2 separate regions of the Zea mays genome follow, and region 1 is linked to region 2. A link is a contact called in public Hi-C data. All regions are on one chromosome and are shown on one strand. Each heading gives the region's core, a stretch centred on a gene start, on an enhancer-like site or on the middle of the called end of the contact. The rest is flanking DNA. Distances are from core to core; before and after follow the strand shown. Region 1 holds the start of LOC100281646 (photosystem II3). Region 2 holds the start of LOC100281009.

The links. A called contact is a pair of places that touch in the nucleus more often than the background predicts.
Region 1: a Hi-C map of tassel shows a contact between it and region 2, with 2.7 times the contacts expected there. The contact joins the promoter of LOC100281646 here to the promoter of LOC100281009 in region 2. A contact is called at or near these places in 3 of 25 Hi-C or Micro-C datasets (bundle sheath, ear and tassel).

Annotation. Positions count from the first base shown.
Region 1 is chr4:29,020,707-29,024,631 of Zm-B73-REFERENCE-NAM-5.0, reverse strand. LOC100281646 (photosystem II3) reads left to right here and starts at 1,983. Exons shown (of 5, transcript XM_020552493.2): 1 at 1,983-2,586; 2 at 2,735-2,787; 3 at 2,915-2,970; 4 at 3,127-3,179; 5 at 3,301-3,548. The coding sequence starts at 2,457. The coding sequence ends at 3,395.
Region 2 is chr4:28,860,262-28,864,342 of Zm-B73-REFERENCE-NAM-5.0, reverse strand. LOC100281009 reads left to right here and starts at 2,281. Exons shown (of 2, transcript NM_001158772.1): 1 at 2,281-2,583; 2 at 2,688-3,064. The coding sequence starts at 2,399. The coding sequence ends at 2,733. TRNAR-CCG (transfer RNA arginine (anticodon CCG)) reads left to right here and starts at 925; the gene lies at 925-997.

The DNA of each region.
Region 1 (3,925 bases), core at 734-3,233, 160 kb before region 2:
AAGCTAGCCGATATAAGGTGACCATCTCCATTAATAGCTCCATGGTTCAATTAACTGAGATGACACTGTACAATGATCACCTCCATTGATGGACTATTAATAGAGATGATACTATTACATAGATCACCTCCGTTAATGGCTCTATTAACAGAAGCAGTGGGTCTTAGGATGCCCGCCTCCTTAATCTGTGGCTATAAAACAATACCTCTAACCACCCGCATCTTCTTTCTCCAAGAGCTCCCATATTCATTTTGATGAGTTGGAGCTCCAGAACTTAAAAAATCACCATGTTTTGAGGATGAAACTTCGCTCTTGGATTAGGACATCATGACATCTCTTTTTTAATTTGTATGATTTTCTTTGTAACACTTAGATGCTTATGTTTTTGTATGACATAGAGAAGCTCTATATACCGCTATCCCGTGGTGTTTTCTTGTGTTAATTGTAGACTGTTTATATTTATATATATTATTTGTAACAACTTAGTCATTCAAGTGATGCACCTCTCGTTTTGTTGCGTATTATTAATATTCATTTTTGCTGCGTACAATGTTAATTGATATGGATATGTTAGAATGAATATATATACTAGATATCAAGGCTATCGTAGCCCTTCATAGAACAAGTGGCAGTTTTTTTCACCTTTTAATAGTTTTGCTTCCCTATAGCAGAATAATAACTAACTTTTATAGAATTTGATCTTGAGTCCAATTAATCGCTAAAAGCAAAAAAAATCATATTCTTAGCTTGCTCCAGAATATTTTCTATAAAAAGCGGTATCATCCGCGTATTATTTTTTTATACAAATTGTTGTAGGGTTTACCTACAGTATTTTTTTATTGAATGGAGGTATGTACAGTTTACAGTTGAAGAATGTGAAGGGAGAGGGGTTGCTATGTTACATAGTGTTGTATCCGGTTCACTTCTTTTCGCGCGGGATGTTTTCAAATATCCAATTATTTTGGCATTTTCAGATATACCAGGATATGATTATAATAGCTTGAAATAGAAAAATCATCATCTACCAAATGAAAAAAATGACATCATCTGCATATTTCAAAATAGAAAAAAAACCATCTCTACCAAATGCGGAACTACTACGGCAAACTGTCCATTATCCTTGGTTCGAGCCATAATAAGAATTGCCAACCTATCTGCTACCACGTTAACAAGAAAAGGTGATATGGGGTCCCTTATATATATCATGCCCTTCCTAGCTAGCTAGTTTGGAGAAAGTGACCAACAACGTCATAAACTTTGACGCCTACAGGTCCTTTTGAGACTACTCGATCAATCGAGACACAACATTTCTGTGAAAAGCCAAAGTCCACTTTATCCCATCATACGTTTTTTTAAAGCTAGCTTAAGAACAATCCCGTATTTTTTTTGCATCTTATGAATGGTGTCATATAAGAATAAGATAGCACTGCCTTGCACTATAAATCTCTCAGAAATAAAAGTTGTTTTTGCTAATTAAGATCTAATACTTTATGTGTTGTTAGAGTAAATCAATTGGTGAAAATCCTTTGTAAAAACCTTAATGGCTGATTTGGTGAACATAGAATTAGAGGGAATCCATATGGTGATGAATCTCCTCGCTATTTAAAATTGAATAACGAGGTAATTCCTCTCCATAAATCCTCTCCAATTCTCTGGTCAACAATCAACCCTAAGGACTTGTTTGGAAGCAAAAATAATAGAGGGGTTTAAGAGGAGGGACTAAAATCTCTTGCTACTGAATTTTGAATAGCAATGATTTTTAGCGTCCTCAATCTAATATCTACAAAAGTGGCCTCGGCCTTTTTGATAGGAGAGTAATTAAAACTGTTAAGAGCCAAGTTACCGGCATGGATAATTGATCAAATAGCTCTATCAGCCTCAGCTGGTCCCTTTTTTTTTAAAAAAAAAGCTGACGAAATTCAGCAGCGAAACCATCTCGACAAACTGCTTTAATTCGTTATGCGTCACTTGGAAAACACTCTTTTCCGTAGGAAGCAAAAATCATCCGAAACTTTGAGAGATAAAAGTCTGCACCCTGGTGAGCTGGGCACCACAGGTCGTTCTTGATTGATCCTTTTTCATGGCAAAGCAAAGCACACTCGATCCTCCATCACAAAAAATCCCCTCCCATTCCCCACCCCACCCTAGCGCGAGGCCGTAGTACGAATCCAGCGGCGGAGTACGTCCACACGAAATCCAGAGAGAGGGGATAAGGTTCCGGGGCCAGCCAAAGCCATATCGTGGTGCAGCCACTGGCGCGCCGCCACGTGGGGCGGCGGTGGTCACACCTGCGCTCCGTCCCGGCATTATCGCCAGGGCTTGGCGCCACAGCTAGTATATTGGCTAGCTTTTGGCTCGGCAGCTAACGACCTGCAGCCAACCATCTACCAGCGACTCAGCGAGCGAGAGCAGCACACACTGCACGCAGCTAGCTAGGAGCAGCAGCAGCGGCGGCGATGGCGGCCTCCATGATCTCCTCGTCAGCTCTGGCGGTGGCGCCTCAGGGCCTGCCGCCCCTCGGCCGCCGCGCCTCCTCCTTCGCCGTCGTCTGCTCCAAGAAGAAGATCAAGACCGACAAGCCCTACGGTGCGTGCCACCTAGCCTGCTGCCGCGGCCTGTGTGTAGATCACTGTCAGCTTAGCTAGCTGCTTTTCGTCCGGCCCCGGTGGCCGGGTGTGGTTCTGACTTCTGAGCTGAGTCGTCGTCGTGATCGTTCGTGCATGCATGTCCGCAGGGATTGGGGGTGGCCTGACCGTCGACGTCGACGCCAACGGGAGAAAGGGCAAGGTGAGCACTTGTTGTTTCTAGCTAGCTAGCAGCTATATAGTTTTTTAGTTATCCACGCATGCATGCTGCGTACGTGATAGATCGATCGATGGAGCTGAAATTACGTGGTGGGGATGCGATTATGCAGGGCAAGGGCGTGTACCAGTTCGTCGACAAGTACGGCGCGAACGTCGACGGATACAGGTGATGAGCTTATTGCTTGCCCATCAGCGCCCCCCAAAAAAAAGTGAAATTTGTGTGTGATGACCCATGCAATTGTTGACGACCATGCATTATTTTGATCAGTCGTAGTTGTTCGACTGTACTGTGTTTTTAATTAATTTGGCAATGAATCTGCAGCCCAATCTACAACGAGGATGACTGGTCTCCCACCGGCGACGTCTACGTCGGTGGTAAGTAATTGCACTCTCACTTGCATGTCCACAGTACACAAATTAATACAACATACAAGCATGCATGTAGTATATGTATGAACAGCAGGTAGTAGCTTGATTTTTTTTTGGCCCTTTGCAGGAACCACTGGGCTTCTGATCTGGGCCGTCACCCTCGCTGGGATCCTCGGCGGCGGCGCCCTCCTCGTCTACAACACCAGCGCCCTCTCCGGCTAAGGATATCCAATGCATGCGCTTCTTGCGATTCGTCATGTAAAATCAGGGTGTCTGTCTATAATCTAGCCTCCATGGATGCTCAACCTTCGTCATGTAACAATAATCAGTGCTACTCTTCATTACATAATTTTGATGCTATATATATATACCCCATCCCTCCCTAATAATTCGTTCTATCTGCGTAGCGAGGTTAATTCAAAAAAAATTCGTAAAAGATGGTGAAGCTAATTAAGTGAAATATAAAATATGTGACATACATACATACGTACGCACGTGCATACATACTCCTCCGGTTACAAATTCAACCAAATGATGATCAGCTCCTCCTTAGGTCTTGTTTAGGAGCAAATGTAACGAAGGGAATTTAAATAGTAAAATAATATTCTAGCCTGCTCAGGGCCTGTTCGTTTTTCACGGATTGAAGACCTGAAATAGTTCTTGACCGGATTGTTTCTCTAATTTATATAAGTTTTGATAGGTTGGAATGAATCCTGGTCCAATACCAGAGAAACGAACGAGCCCTCAATCTA
Region 2 (4,081 bases), core at 1,032-3,531:
GTAGAAGCTAGGACGATAATATGATAATAATATTATAAAGGTCATTATAGTGTTAAACACTTAAATATTATTGAAAGCTACAAGCTACAAGCTAAGCTGGCTCGTTATAGTAACGAGTCGAGCTGGCTCGATATCCACCCATACTTTCCATGTGAATCCACCATGTTTCCATCTCTAGCCACATGAGCGTGTGCTAGGGAGAAGCGAAGTATTATGGAACTTTTGTAAGCAAGCTGTCTTAATGAGATCAATAACGAAAACAAAACTAACATCATTAGGCACTCTACTGTTGAGACCAAGTGGCTTCATAAACTCCTTATCATTTTACTTTTACGGAAATATAATATCGTCTATCTTGATGTGAGATCGAGTGGATTTATAAACTCCTTATCATTTTGCCGATCAAGAGACAACTAAGGTCCATCACAAAGCTAAAAATTCTGTAGTCGGAGGAAACGTGAGTCGTGTGCCTGCTGTCGGACCATGTTGATTTTTTTATGTTTTTTTTTATATAAACGTGAGTCGCGTGCCTGCTAAAGCTTCATAAACTCCTTATCACGTTTCCTCCGACTAAGGTTCTATCTTGATGTAATGAATAATTACATGTTTAGGTGTTGTCTTCATAGAATTATAAAACTAGCATCCTGTCGATTATCCAGCAATCGACAAAGTATGTATCGGCTAATGAATGGCCGACAACCTACGTGTGACAGATTTAGAGTAGAATACCGGAGACTTGGCTACTGTTGGTGCGTCCGACAGCAGGCACACGACTCACGTTTCCTCGGAGTTGAGTCTGTACTAGTGTAGTGCACCTATGCTAGTGCGCAACAGGCAGCAGCCGCCCACTGGCACGGTAGCATGGTGACCCGCCTGTATGCACAACGGTATACTAATAACAATAATCTCCTTAGCACACAAGATGACCGCGTGGCCTAATGGATAAGGCGCTCGCCTCCGGAGCGGGAGATTGTGGGTTCGAGTCCCATCGTGGTCGATGTTTTTTTTTATCCTGCATTTATTTTTTTTTGGGCGGAAAAGAAGAAGACAATTCAAGTGCCAATCTTTTCTCTCAGCCCACCGACCCTAGCATTGTTCATGGGCCGCCATCAGATGCTTTTAGCCCCGAAACAGTTCCAGTAACAAACGTGGTCATCCGAAGGCCCAGCGGCCGCGGCCATGGGCTGCCCATTACGTAATCGCCACGTGCCAAATACGTAATAGTAGTACACACCTTTACGTTACGACTTTACGAGTTAATGCAACGTATTCTAAATGTTCGAGACTATGGTAGGGAACTTCTCAAAAATAATAATAATACTAATAAATGGTCGTTTTTTTATATCGAGCATCTTTTAACAATACCCTGTAAAGGATGATTATTCCAAGTTTGGAGAAACGCAGTTACGTACCATGGATTTGCTTCACTTTTATTTAAAATCGGAATTGATCCTCTCAAATATGCCAGCTGCTTAGACCATTGCTAAAATAATTAGTTTGTACTCTAAAGATCACGGTGATATCGACGTCCGCGTTTTCAGGGGTCCAAATTAACATCACTTTTGGTTCTACATACACGTTGCCACCTTGTTAGCTACTGTAGTACTTATCATATGCTTTCGTATGGCAGAGGGGAACCTTCGGTTTGAAGAATCAAAATCTTATTCTAGATGTCTATAAATTTGGTAGAATGAACCAATTTTTAATATTATTACTAATTATTAGATTATGAGCAATGAACTGGTGATTGATCAACTTATTATATTTCATAAACCAAAATAAAAAAAGTGAGGAGTGCGAAAATGACATGTATAGTTTGAACACGCACCGGGAATAAGGCGTTTTTCTTCTCCCTGGAAATGTGTGGCGTGGCGTCCAGTTGAACCACCGACCCAACACAGCTTCGGTCAGGTCAGCGGAGGCGTGCCGTCCTGCCAACTCCTACTGGTGGTGGTGCCGCCGCTCCACATGGCATGGCCTTCAACACGCAGCCTGCCTGTGTAGGGAAACGTGATTAAAAATCGTTTATCTATAATAATAATAATAATAATAATAATAATATAGTAATAAAAAAAGAGGTGGTTGGATGAAATGGCTCGTTCTAATCCATAGGCAAGGCAACAAATAAAGCAGCTAGCCTAGCTAGCTGTAGGCGAGAGTAGTACGCGTCTAAGCAACCTACCGGTGACGATGGATACCGCGTGGCCGGTTTCTGTCTCTCCTGCCTGTCTCTCTCTATATACATATAAATAGAAACGAATAATGGGGGATTTCCAGATCATCGTCCGTCCAATCCATCCATTCATCTACACACGCAGTTGCAGCACATACAGCTAGCTAGCTCGTTACTGTTTTTGCAGCTGATCTGATCGACCGACGCGACCCACCGATCACGATCATGAGCTACCAAGCGGGCTACCCACCGCCGGGCCAACAGGCCTACGGCGCGCCTCCGCCGGCGTACGTCGCGCCACCGCCGGCGTACCCGCCAACGGCCCAGGACGGCGGCGCGGCGTACTACGGCCAGCAGCAGACAACCACCACCAGCAGCAGCCGCGGCGGCGACGGTTTCTGGAAAGGATGGTGAGGGCTTATATAACTTATTAATTGACTCCAACCACAGAAGCTAGATAGATAGAGATGATGCGTTCTGATCACCTGCTGCATGCTTGGCTTTGCTCATGCAGCTGCGCCGCCATCTGCTGCTGCTGCGTCCTCGACATGTGCTTCTGAGGACATATCGTCGATCGATCGACGACGGCCAGGGCATGCTAGCTAGCTGATGACCGGCCGGTACGTGCGTGGTTGATGATCACCATCATGTGCTGCTCTAGTAGCTGCTGTGTCATTATATATTACACATCGTGTATACATATATACGTATACGTACGTACTCGTACGTCTTCGAATTCATTCCTGTGGTTATTGTATTATACATATGCAGCACACTTTGTACTCGTACCCGTGTCTGTGTCGTGTATTCAATTGTCGAGACATTCTTTTACGATTCTAATGTATGTAGTATTAATTACATGCTATATATATATTCCGTTCCGTGATACTATCAACAATACTTCTCCGGCAGCGGCAGAGCTGACTCCATTTCATCCAGTGTAATTAACTCAAAAGTTAACAACCCCACCCCACCCCCCTTCTTGTAGTGTGTTTCGTTGACCAGTGGACAAAAATGGAGCGGATCCATTCTTATTTTCTGGATCTTTGGTCTCTAACGAAAGAGTAGCTAGCGAAGTGGCTCTTGGAGTCTCCATATGAAAATATATCATAATTTCATAAATAGTTGGGATGCTGCTGCTCTACTAAAACGATTGGACGCAAGTCCTCCCCTCTACACTCATATGGCTCTCCAACCAAACAAAGAACGTAACGGCTCCGCTCTATTCTACTCTTCTACCAAACAAAGGGTCCTTTTAGCATGGCTGACGGCTCTCGCTCTGTCTCATCGTGAAGCTCTGCCAAAACGATAAAAAACGGCTTCTCATTGACAGCACTAAGAGCTAGAGTTGTTTTGCGTTGGGAGCCAGAGCACAAAAAATATAGCTTCTACTAGCTCCTACATTTTACTCATACATTATTTGAAACGAACACAAGAGAAACCGTTTTGTCCAAACGAATTGCAAAACTGGCTATGGCTCCTCTAGAGAAGCCAAGGAGCCAGAGCTGAAGCTGTCACTAGTACACAGAAGCTCTATAGTGGCGGTTCTAAACCTATTTACACAGGCGTTTTTCAGTACCGCCAGTGCTAGGGGTCAGTGGAAATCAGCATTTCCACTGGCGGTTATTTTGGAACCGCCAGTGAAAAGTGCATTTTCACTGGCGGTTTTCTTAAGGAACCGCCAGTGAAAAGTGCATTTCCACTGGCGGTTCCTTAAGAAAACCGCCAGTGAAAATGCACTTTTCACTGGCGGTTTTCTTTATTTAGCCGCCAGTGGAAAGTTTTCCCGCCTTTTTTCAAAATTTCAAACAATACTGAATTATATATATATTTATTTACACACACACAAACATATATATATATAGATCTATATTGATATTGAAAGCAACATGAAATTAAATTCTATCA